Regions from separate parts of the Zea mays genome. Here region 1 is linked to region 2. A link is a contact called in public Hi-C data. All regions are on one chromosome and are shown on one strand. Each heading gives the region's core, a stretch centred on a gene start, on an enhancer-like site or on the middle of the called end of the contact. The rest is flanking DNA. Distances are from core to core; before and after follow the strand shown.

The links. Hi-C and Micro-C count contacts between places; a contact is called where the count stands out from the background.
Region 1: a contact with region 2 is called in a Hi-C map of bundle sheath, with 3 times the contacts expected there. The contact joins the enhancer-like site here to the promoter of LOC103641252 in region 2. A contact is called at or near these places in 2 of 25 Hi-C or Micro-C datasets (bundle sheath and leaf).

Annotation. Positions count from the first base shown.
Region 1 is chr10:77,942,502-77,947,056 of Zm-B73-REFERENCE-NAM-5.0, reverse strand. It overlaps the pseudogene LOC111590417. Among protein-coding and RNA genes, the nearest start is that of LOC100381576, 64 kb to the right of the region's middle. Within about 2 kb of position 2,931, at least 17 of the 20 cell types and tissues checked have an H3K27ac peak or open chromatin away from gene starts, as enhancers often do. A contact at or near this core is called in bundle sheath and leaf, where this site is marked.
Region 2 is chr10:77,744,176-77,748,897 of Zm-B73-REFERENCE-NAM-5.0, reverse strand. It overlaps LOC103641252 (pentatricopeptide repeat-containing protein, mitochondrial-like), which reads left to right and starts at 2,211. Exons shown (of 2, transcript XM_008664615.4): 1 at 2,211-2,626; 2 at 2,954-4,722. The coding sequence starts at 2,333. The coding sequence ends at 4,204.

The sequences.
Region 1 (4,555 bases), core at 1,682-4,181, 200 kb before region 2:
ATAGAAGTTGTATTGATTCGATTGTTGATGATTACAAATCGGCCGTAGACCTCTCTATTTATAGAGGAGGGGGGTTGGACCCTTTACACAACTGATTCCGAGCTAATCCCGCGAATATAGCTAACAACCGTAGCACAAAACTCGGAACCCTAATCTGTTCTGCGCACGCGCGGACCGTCCGGCCCACAGGCGCGGACCGTCCGGACAGCGGACCGTCCGGCCTCAGGGCCGGACTGTCCGCCGGCTCAAAACCGGTTCGAACACTCGCCTACAAGTTGGTTGTTAACCCACACATGTGTCGTGAGAAATCAACATAAGTCCAACACGATAGGGTGTAGGTCTGTCCCTCTCCTCCGCTTTTCGCCCACCAGTGAGTCGTGAGAAACTACCCAAGCCTAATACAACAGGAAGTCGCATGCTGTGTAACACTACCACTTAGTACCATCCTGGTAGCTAAATGAGAACAAATGACCGAGCGAGTTATAAAAAAGGGATCATGCTCCTTTTTAACTCGTACCTTTTTCAGTCTTTTGGCTAAAATAAAGTGTAATATTTGTTCTTATCAATTTAATATCTGGTATGTGGACTATATGTTCACTTTCATACTCCCTCCATTCTTTTTATTTGTCGTCGTTTAGTTCAAAAATGAACTAGCGGGCGACAAATATTCAAGAATGGAGGAAGTATTAAATTTATTTTTATGGGTATTTTTTGTGTGGAGGGTCCACCACACTAGCTTACCTGGCTCTCGCATGTCGTACAACTGTTGCATTGCTGGTAGGGTTTGGCTTGCCCCAACCAATACCAACAAATATGATTGTGTGTCGTCGTAACGCACAAGCATGATACTAGTACTCTCTATGTCTTATTTGGATACACATGTAGCTTTCTTGTTACATATGTGTTGGAGTAGGTTGACATTGAAATTAATTTAAATTATATCTTGATCCATTTGAAAAAAAAATATTGATTGAATATATAATACGCACCTTAAGATGCCTGAGGCTATAGGCAGTAGACCGTGTATATGGTCGTGCAAAACACTAATTTTGTACTGTTTTTGCACTGTATACCACACTATTTAAGGAGTGGAGTTTCAAGTTTGAAATAGGAGATGTGATGAGTAAGGTTGTTGGAGATAGCCTAAGACTTTGTTTAAATGCACATATATTTGCCTTAATTTATATAAATGATACTGGGCTGATGTGAAATTTAGTTTAAAATCCATGTCAAACCACTCTAACATACATAGATTAAAATGAATATATACATACACGACGCATCTGAACACGTAGTAAGTAGAAGAAAAGCATTATAGTCTATCCAACGAGCCAAGGGCCTATTTAGTATGGCTTTCTCTAGTTTTAGATTCTTACTACAATAGGTTAGATGAGTCAGAACTAGTAAAGCCAGAAACTTCATCGTTTTCTAGTTTAAAGGTTGCTTCATGTCTTCAACTTCACCAGCAAAACTATTGTAGCAGCACTACTAACTAATAGAGCAAAGAGTTAATTTTCTCTACCCTATCCATATTGAATCGGAAAGAGAAACCATTGAAGTTGATGTGGTTCGATTGATCTCATCCCAACGAGAGGTCGGTTCGGCCAGCCGGTTGGTGGAGCTGCCTATCATTCGCTGCTCTAGAAAATTATAAAGTTAGAGCTGTAAATCTTTAAAAGACATTTAGATAAGTTATTCCGTTTATTATTTAGACTAAAAATATTTTTAAAACTATTTAAATTGATTTTATAAAATACAATTCCACGTTGGAGCTAGAACCTAGAGTCATTCCAAACACCCTGTGTTGGAGTCGAATCGGTACAGACAATATTTTTGTGGTGTAACGCTTGTGTCATGTCAGCTACATTTTTATATAGTTTGAAGTCCAAAAAATCTATGAGAAAAAATAAAATTAAAAAAATGTAATTTGTGAGCTTTAGAAACTATGTAATTTTTTATTTATGTTATATAAATTATGTAATTTTTATCTGTGGTTTATAAACTGTATAATTTTATTTTTTATTATAAATTATGTCATTTTTGTTTGCTTATTATTTATTCGGATGATTTTTTTATTTCAATAAAAACAGTGTTTTCTTCGAAACAAACGTCTGCAAAAAGAAAGCTAATGTGGCGATGAGTTAGATGGCTGACAATAAAGAGTGTATATTGAAGCGTCGCAGTAGGTAAGGGCCGAAGATGACCGACAGCGTGATCCATAGGGTGATGTAACGATCTACAAAGCTATCTTCATTAGCTCTCATATCTCATCTCTTATTTCAAACTTCACCTTATAAACATATTGTACGATCATATACACGGTCTCCTAACCGTAACCTAAGGGTCTATTGCACTGAATCCAGCCTACGACTATCTCCAATTATTCTCTCATCTACTTCTTAATCACAACTTCTATTTTAAACTACACTCATGGTGCAAAAAAAAACTAAGGCTGCATTCGGTTTGGCCCATTCCGGGCCTACTTCCAGTTGGAATAAATCAGCCTAGGTTAGAACCGGTCCAGTATGTTAGCAGTGTTCTTTTTAAGCTGGGCCGAAAACAATCTCATCTGATTTCAACTTCCCTCCTTCAATTCTTGGTCTGGAATGAGTCTAGGTGGTCTGTCTTCTGGATTAGTTTCTGATCTGAAAATAGACTGGTGACTAGAAATAAGTAACAAGGTTCCACTCGATCCTATGCTGACTTGGTTACGGCTTGGATATGGACCTACCGAACGGGAAGAGTTTTAGCCAACCAAACGCACGAGCACGATCTCGACACATCCAGCCCCGAATAATAAATCCCTTCTCCGTACACGTTACCATCAGCTATCCCTTTCCAATTCCACGGACGTACGCTAGGTGTCCCCATCGTGTGACCATCTGATGGAGCCGTGCCCATCCCTATTCCCCCCTACTGCCCACGACTGGGACTCCTGGGATCCAAGCGTGGTGGTGACCTGGGGGTCCACGTGGACGCCTGCGGGCCCTTTGCACACTGCTACGAGCTCGTCCAATCTTTTATGCTTTCCTTATTCAGACTGCTATGTTTTCTATTCTATCATTCTATGAATTGTTATTATTATATATACACATACACACTCTCTGATCGAGACTCGAGAGTGAGATGAGGAGAGAAGGGTCTTTGTGCACCGCGTACTCCACTACCTCGTGTACGACATCATGCGAAGTCAGGGACGCCTCCGCCGGCTGCAGCTCAGCAGCTCCATGCATCGGTGATCGGTGTCGGTGTATGCGTTATATATCAGATTATATAATTCATCGGTTTAAATTTTATAAAACTCACACAACTAAATTACCTCATAATCATAAACTCCACTAAATCCACTAAACAAATTACACCTATATTTAACACATCATCAAAACTAATGTTTCAGATCCCTCGATAACCTCTTTCTTCCACGTTAGCGCTCCGTTCTTTTTTATTTGTCGCGGTTTAATTTAAAAATGAATTAGCGATTGATAAATATCCAAGAACGAAGGTAGTAGTATACTGATGCGTAGTTAACCTTACTTTCGACTTAAAATATGTTGGTTGAAGTTATATCCACTCACCAACGATGATCTTACCTAGGGATACAATCTCGACTTTTTAAAGTTATTTGGGTTGACCCAAATCCTAATTAAATAGACTAAAACGGCATATGCCACGATAATTAGCTTCAGATAGGAGATAATTTAAATTACACCCTCTGTTCTAAATTATAGAATGATCTAATAACTTTATATATATATATATATATATATATATATATATATATATATATATATATATATATATATATATATATATAGAGAGAGAGAGAGAGAGAGAGAGAGTAAGTTTTGTTGTATATTTAGATATACAAGATGTACAATAAAACCAATATATATGAAAAATTAAAATATCTGACAAATTTAAATGGAGGAACTAGCACTAGAAAGATGGTTAGAAACTCCCTTATATATATCCCTATCCATGGCTCTGTTTAGTAGAGCCTTTTCTGCTCTAGATTCTCTGTGGGAGCTGATTCTACGACTAGAAATGTTTTCCTACAAAACTCTATGTAGACGATGAACAAACGACTCTAGAAGCTCTGCCAAACATGCCCTATAAGTTGCTCGAACCGTAGATCCTAGTACCACCAAACCTGAATCACACACTTTGTCTCCCTTCAAACAAAGATAGATGACTCTAGGGCTCTCTTCTACCCCTTTCTCTTATCATATCCAATGCCTACTTCTAAGATAAATAAGTCAGATTAATGAAATCCATATTTGTGCATATCAAACGGTGGTACGGGGATGGCGGGGTACGCCAAAGCCGCCAAAAAAGTGATGGGCGGGTAGGAGGGGTACTCCTACTATCCATTTGACACAAGAGGGGTGCCTTCTAGGAAATGGGTACTTTCCTGTTGGTTAAAACCTCAGTGGACGTGTGCAACCTGGAGGAAGTTAGCGAAAAACCTTGTAGTGCTCTCCTGGTCATACACCAATGACGTTTGTAAGTGGCTTGCAACCATAGACCAAACAAAGATATTCGAACTCTCGAGGAT
Region 2 (4,722 bases), core at 962-3,461:
ACTTACCTCTTTCCTGTTCTTCTCCCAACTTTTCTGTTTCTCCTCAAGTAGAGCTTAGAATGGCACTTTCTTTACAGAAAGAATTAGAGAGCAAACCAAAGCACCACACTTGTAGTAAGAGGTGTATGCAACATAGTCGAACACTCAAACCTTGCATACTTAACCTTTTTCATTGTTTTACCCATTTTGGCCTGTTTGAGGTCGATGTTGGACTCTAAACCGTCAAGTCAACTTGACTTGTTCTAGATTGACATATATGAGCTCCAACACCCTACAAAGGTCACATAGAATATATCCAAACATAGGAACAACCCAAACTAAAGATCAAAGTGAACTTAGCTCTATCGGGCTCCTCTGGGTACTGGCTTTGTTACTACTATTCCTTCTAGTGACCTTGTTCAATTCTTGAGCTTCATCTTGAGTCTTGTGACTTACACCACATAACCATAATATTACCTCATTAGTTACAAGTCATTTTCTTAAGTCATGATCCTCGATGCACCATATCTCTTCTCAACTCGATCAACCTTGACTTTTCAAGTCTTCTTCTTCACCCCTGGCTTTGGGTTCCTCGACCTCTTTGACCTTCTCCCGTGCACTCGGTACCTCGAAGCTCTTCTTGCCTCCATCCTTGGATTGATCAGTTGTCTCCGAGTTATGCACACCCAATGTCACTTAAACAATGTCCATCTTACTTGTGATGTCTATTATCTATAGAAATTCTAGTCTTTGGACCATCACACTTGTTCACTTGTGATGAACCCTATAAGATTTGCATTAAGCACCTGTTCAACACTTAGCACACATGTTAGTCCTTTACTTGGGTTGTCATTCAAACCACCAAAACCCACAAGAGAGTTTTCATCAATCCAAATGGTAGAGTAGAAAACCCTAACACACACCTCCAAGTAAAGCCCTACTAGTGTCACAAGAACCTCTAAGACAGGCATGTACTCAATGTGTTGTTGTGTCTCCTATAAACTAGATGCAGCTATCAAGAAACCCAATTTCAAGAACTTGTGAGAACATAATGCTATCTGTTTTGACTCAAAGGTCTTGAAGAAATAGGCCTAAAAAGTAGTGTAAAAGTTGTCACCTGCCTTGACATCCTGCTTCTTGGGGAACCATTTGTCAAATGAGGCAAGACAATATGGCTTGACTATGCTAGCTGAAGTGCCATGGAGGTCGACATGGTGAGGTGGTAGACCCCCCCTCCTTTGTAGGTGGGACCTCTAGGTCATCTTGTGCTCTATAGTGCGGCTTGCTCTCCTCTGCCTCTGCAGGTGGGACAACATACTCTCCTCTGCCTTTACAACATGACCTGCTCTCCTCTAGGTCATACCATGCTCTATGATGCAAACTGTTGCCTAAGTCAGGCTCTAGCTGCAGCTGAGGCTCTATCGAGTAAACGAATGTGCGCCTACGAGAAGACCAACAAAGTGGTTGAGTAGAGTGCCATCTAGAGCCACTAATCCTAAGATAACCATTGTTGCCTTCACACTTTTGAGGCCTTTGTTGTTGCTACAACCTTAATAACCTATTGTGTATGTCTGTCGGGGTGCTCTTATTCTTGTGACACATCTGCTCCACTACCTTGCCCTTGTCCTGTCTAGGAGGCTAAGGCTTCATGTCACCATCATCGACTCCTGGATGAGGGCCTAACGTCTTGGTCCATCATGAGAGAGAACCACTAACACAAGAGCACACTAAATACCACTACTCCCCGTGGCACTGACCACAAACAAACAAAATGTCACTTGTGTGGCTTGGCCCAATCCATACTCGTGGGCATGGCTCTGGTTTTACTCTATCCAACTGATCAAACCTCACAACCATCGTTGTATTATGAGTAGAGATATATTAAACGAACACATATCTAGAGATGAGGAGCATCCTAAAGAGCAAGCACAGTAGATTGAGCAATAGAAATTGTGGGTTTTTCTACCTTACCACGAGTAGAAACTAGCCAAGATCATAACACCAGTACACCACGACAACGAGAACAATTAGGGTGACGAGATGATCAAAACAGGAGCACCTTAATATAATTAATTGATTCAAAATGCGCCAAGTAATCAAGATCTATCTAAAAATAGCTATCAGGTCTATAGATTTTAAAGAACAAATCAGTTAATGTATAATATATAAATATATGTGATGATATATCTAAGGACAGTACACAGACATGATAATTGTGTTGAGCACTTGGGCTGATGGGCTCGACCGATAGAAGTTGGGCCACGACTCCGGCGCTCAGCGTTAGGTGAGTGAGACAGGTGCCCCCACCCTGCCGTACTGGGGCCTCCGCCCTCCGCCTATCTGCGAAGCCGCGATGCTGTTGTGGCGAGTGCTGCTCCGGCACCGGCGGCCGCCGTTCCCCGTCCACGCCGCCGGATTCTTCACCAGCTCCGGAAGCAACACCACTGCGCCTCCTCCTGCTGGAGCGGAGGGGCTCCGCGACGAGCCGGGGGAGGAGGGCTCCCTGGCGCGGCGGGTGGAGCGGGCGGCGTCGGTCGGCGCGGCCATGCGGGGCTGGATGGCAGACGGCCGCGCCGTGCACCGTGGCCACGTATTCCACGCCATCAACCGCCTCCGACGACACCGCCTACACCGCACCGCCCTGCAGGTTCCCCTTTCCCCCCACTTCGCCTCTGCTCGTTCATGGCATTCCCAGCCGAGACTTTCTCTGTCTTTGGTGATTGGCGCGAGCTGAGTGAGCAGTGACATGAAATTTCCAGGTGTTCTGCTGATTTCTGTACTTGTTCACGATGTGGTGGAAAGCTTATTTGAATGGTGGTAATTCACTTCTTAGTTAGCTCATCACCGTGGAACTAGGTAGTCTTCATTTGTGCTTGAACAATGTGGGAGTAGTTGGTAACTAATTTATACATAAGATCTCCCTACCTTCTAGTATTTGCTCCGGATGTGATTTTTTTTCTTTTCCTTCCCATAGGTCATGGAATGGATCGTGAGAGAGAGGCCCTACAAGCTGAGTGAGCTTGATTACTCGTATCTGCTGGAGTTCACAGCTAAAGTCCATGGCATTTCTGAAGCCGAAAGCCTCTTCCTTCGCGTGCCTCAGGAATGCCGGAAAGAGCTCCTCTACAACAACCTTGTCATGGCTGCTTTAGATCTGAATCACATTAAGCATTCATACGCTTACATGAGGAAGATGAGAGAATTGTCCCTGCCGATCTCGCCGTATGTTTACAACCGCCTGATCATCCTTCACTCATCACCCGGTCGCAGGAAAACTATATCCAAGATCCTTTCCCAGATGAAAGCTGATCGTGTGGTCCCTCACACGTCAACCTACAACATCCTATTGAAAATACAAGCCAATGAGCACAACATTGATGGGCTAGCCAGGGTGTTCAATGGTATGAAAAGAGCAAAGATTGAGCCCAATGAGATCACTTATGGCATTCTAGCCATTGCACATGCTGTTGCAAGGCTATATACTGTTTGCCATACATATGTAGAAGCCATTGAGAATTCCATGACAGGTACTAATTGGTCCACGCTGGAAATTCTTCTTATCCTGTATGGATACCTTGGGAAGGAAAAGGAGCTAAAGAGGACATGGGAGATCATGCAAGACCTCCCTCATATTCGATCCAAAAGCTTCACACTAGCAATCGAAGCATTTGGAAAGGTTGGCTCCATTGACCAGGCAGAAAAGATATGGATCCATATAAAATCAACAAAGAAGTTAAGCCTTACAGAACAGTTTAATTCTATGTTATCAGTTTACTGCAGGCACGGTGTTGTCGATAAAGCATCATCTGTATTCAAGGAAATGAGAGCAAATGGATGCCAGCCTAATGCTATTACTTATCGCCACTTAGCATTGGGTTGCTTGAAATCAGGTCTTGTTAAAGAAGCTTTGAACACAATAGATATGGGAAAGAAGGAAGTCGTCACTAAAAAGGTGAGGAGTTCAACACCATGGTTGGAGACCACACATCTGTTGCTTGAGAACTTTGCAGAAATTGGAGACTTGGAAAATGCAAAGAGACTGTACAGTGAACTGAATGAATCCAAATATTCTCTGAATTCCTTTGTGTATAACACCCTCCTGAAAGCTTATGTGAAGGCAAAAGTTTATGAGCCGGATTTGTCGAGGACAATGATTTTGAGAGGGGCAATGCCTGACGCTGAGACATATAGCCTTCTCAGACTGATTGAACAATTCAAGATCTAATGCTCTATGTGTGTTGTTGCTTTGAAGGAAAACCAGTAAACCACTGCTGGATTTTGTCATGCAAAAACCATTAGAGATACTGTGGACAGCGTGTTGCATTCTGGCAATCAAATTTTTTTTGCACAGTAATCCCAACTTCCGCACTAATCAATTGGAGATATGCAGCTATCTTTTCTATCATAAACAATTTTAGAACTGCAAGATATACAATTCTTGTGCATTCCGAATTTTGGAAATGTTCCTTTTTCTCATGCAGAAGGTATATCAACTAGTTCAATTTAATATTGGTATAATATTTGTCCTCCAATGCTGCATTTCATTTCAAGTACAAAAGATGGAATACAGGCACCCAAACAATAAAGGAGGCCAATTGTCTTTTATCATGCCACAAAGAGGTGATAGAAATGGTGAATATTTAATTGTGTTGCTACTGGTAAGTCTTTGCAGATCCTTGCTCCTGCGACACTTCTAAGGTGCTAGGCTGCTAGCTATACTTATGAGAAAACAGTAGAAGCATC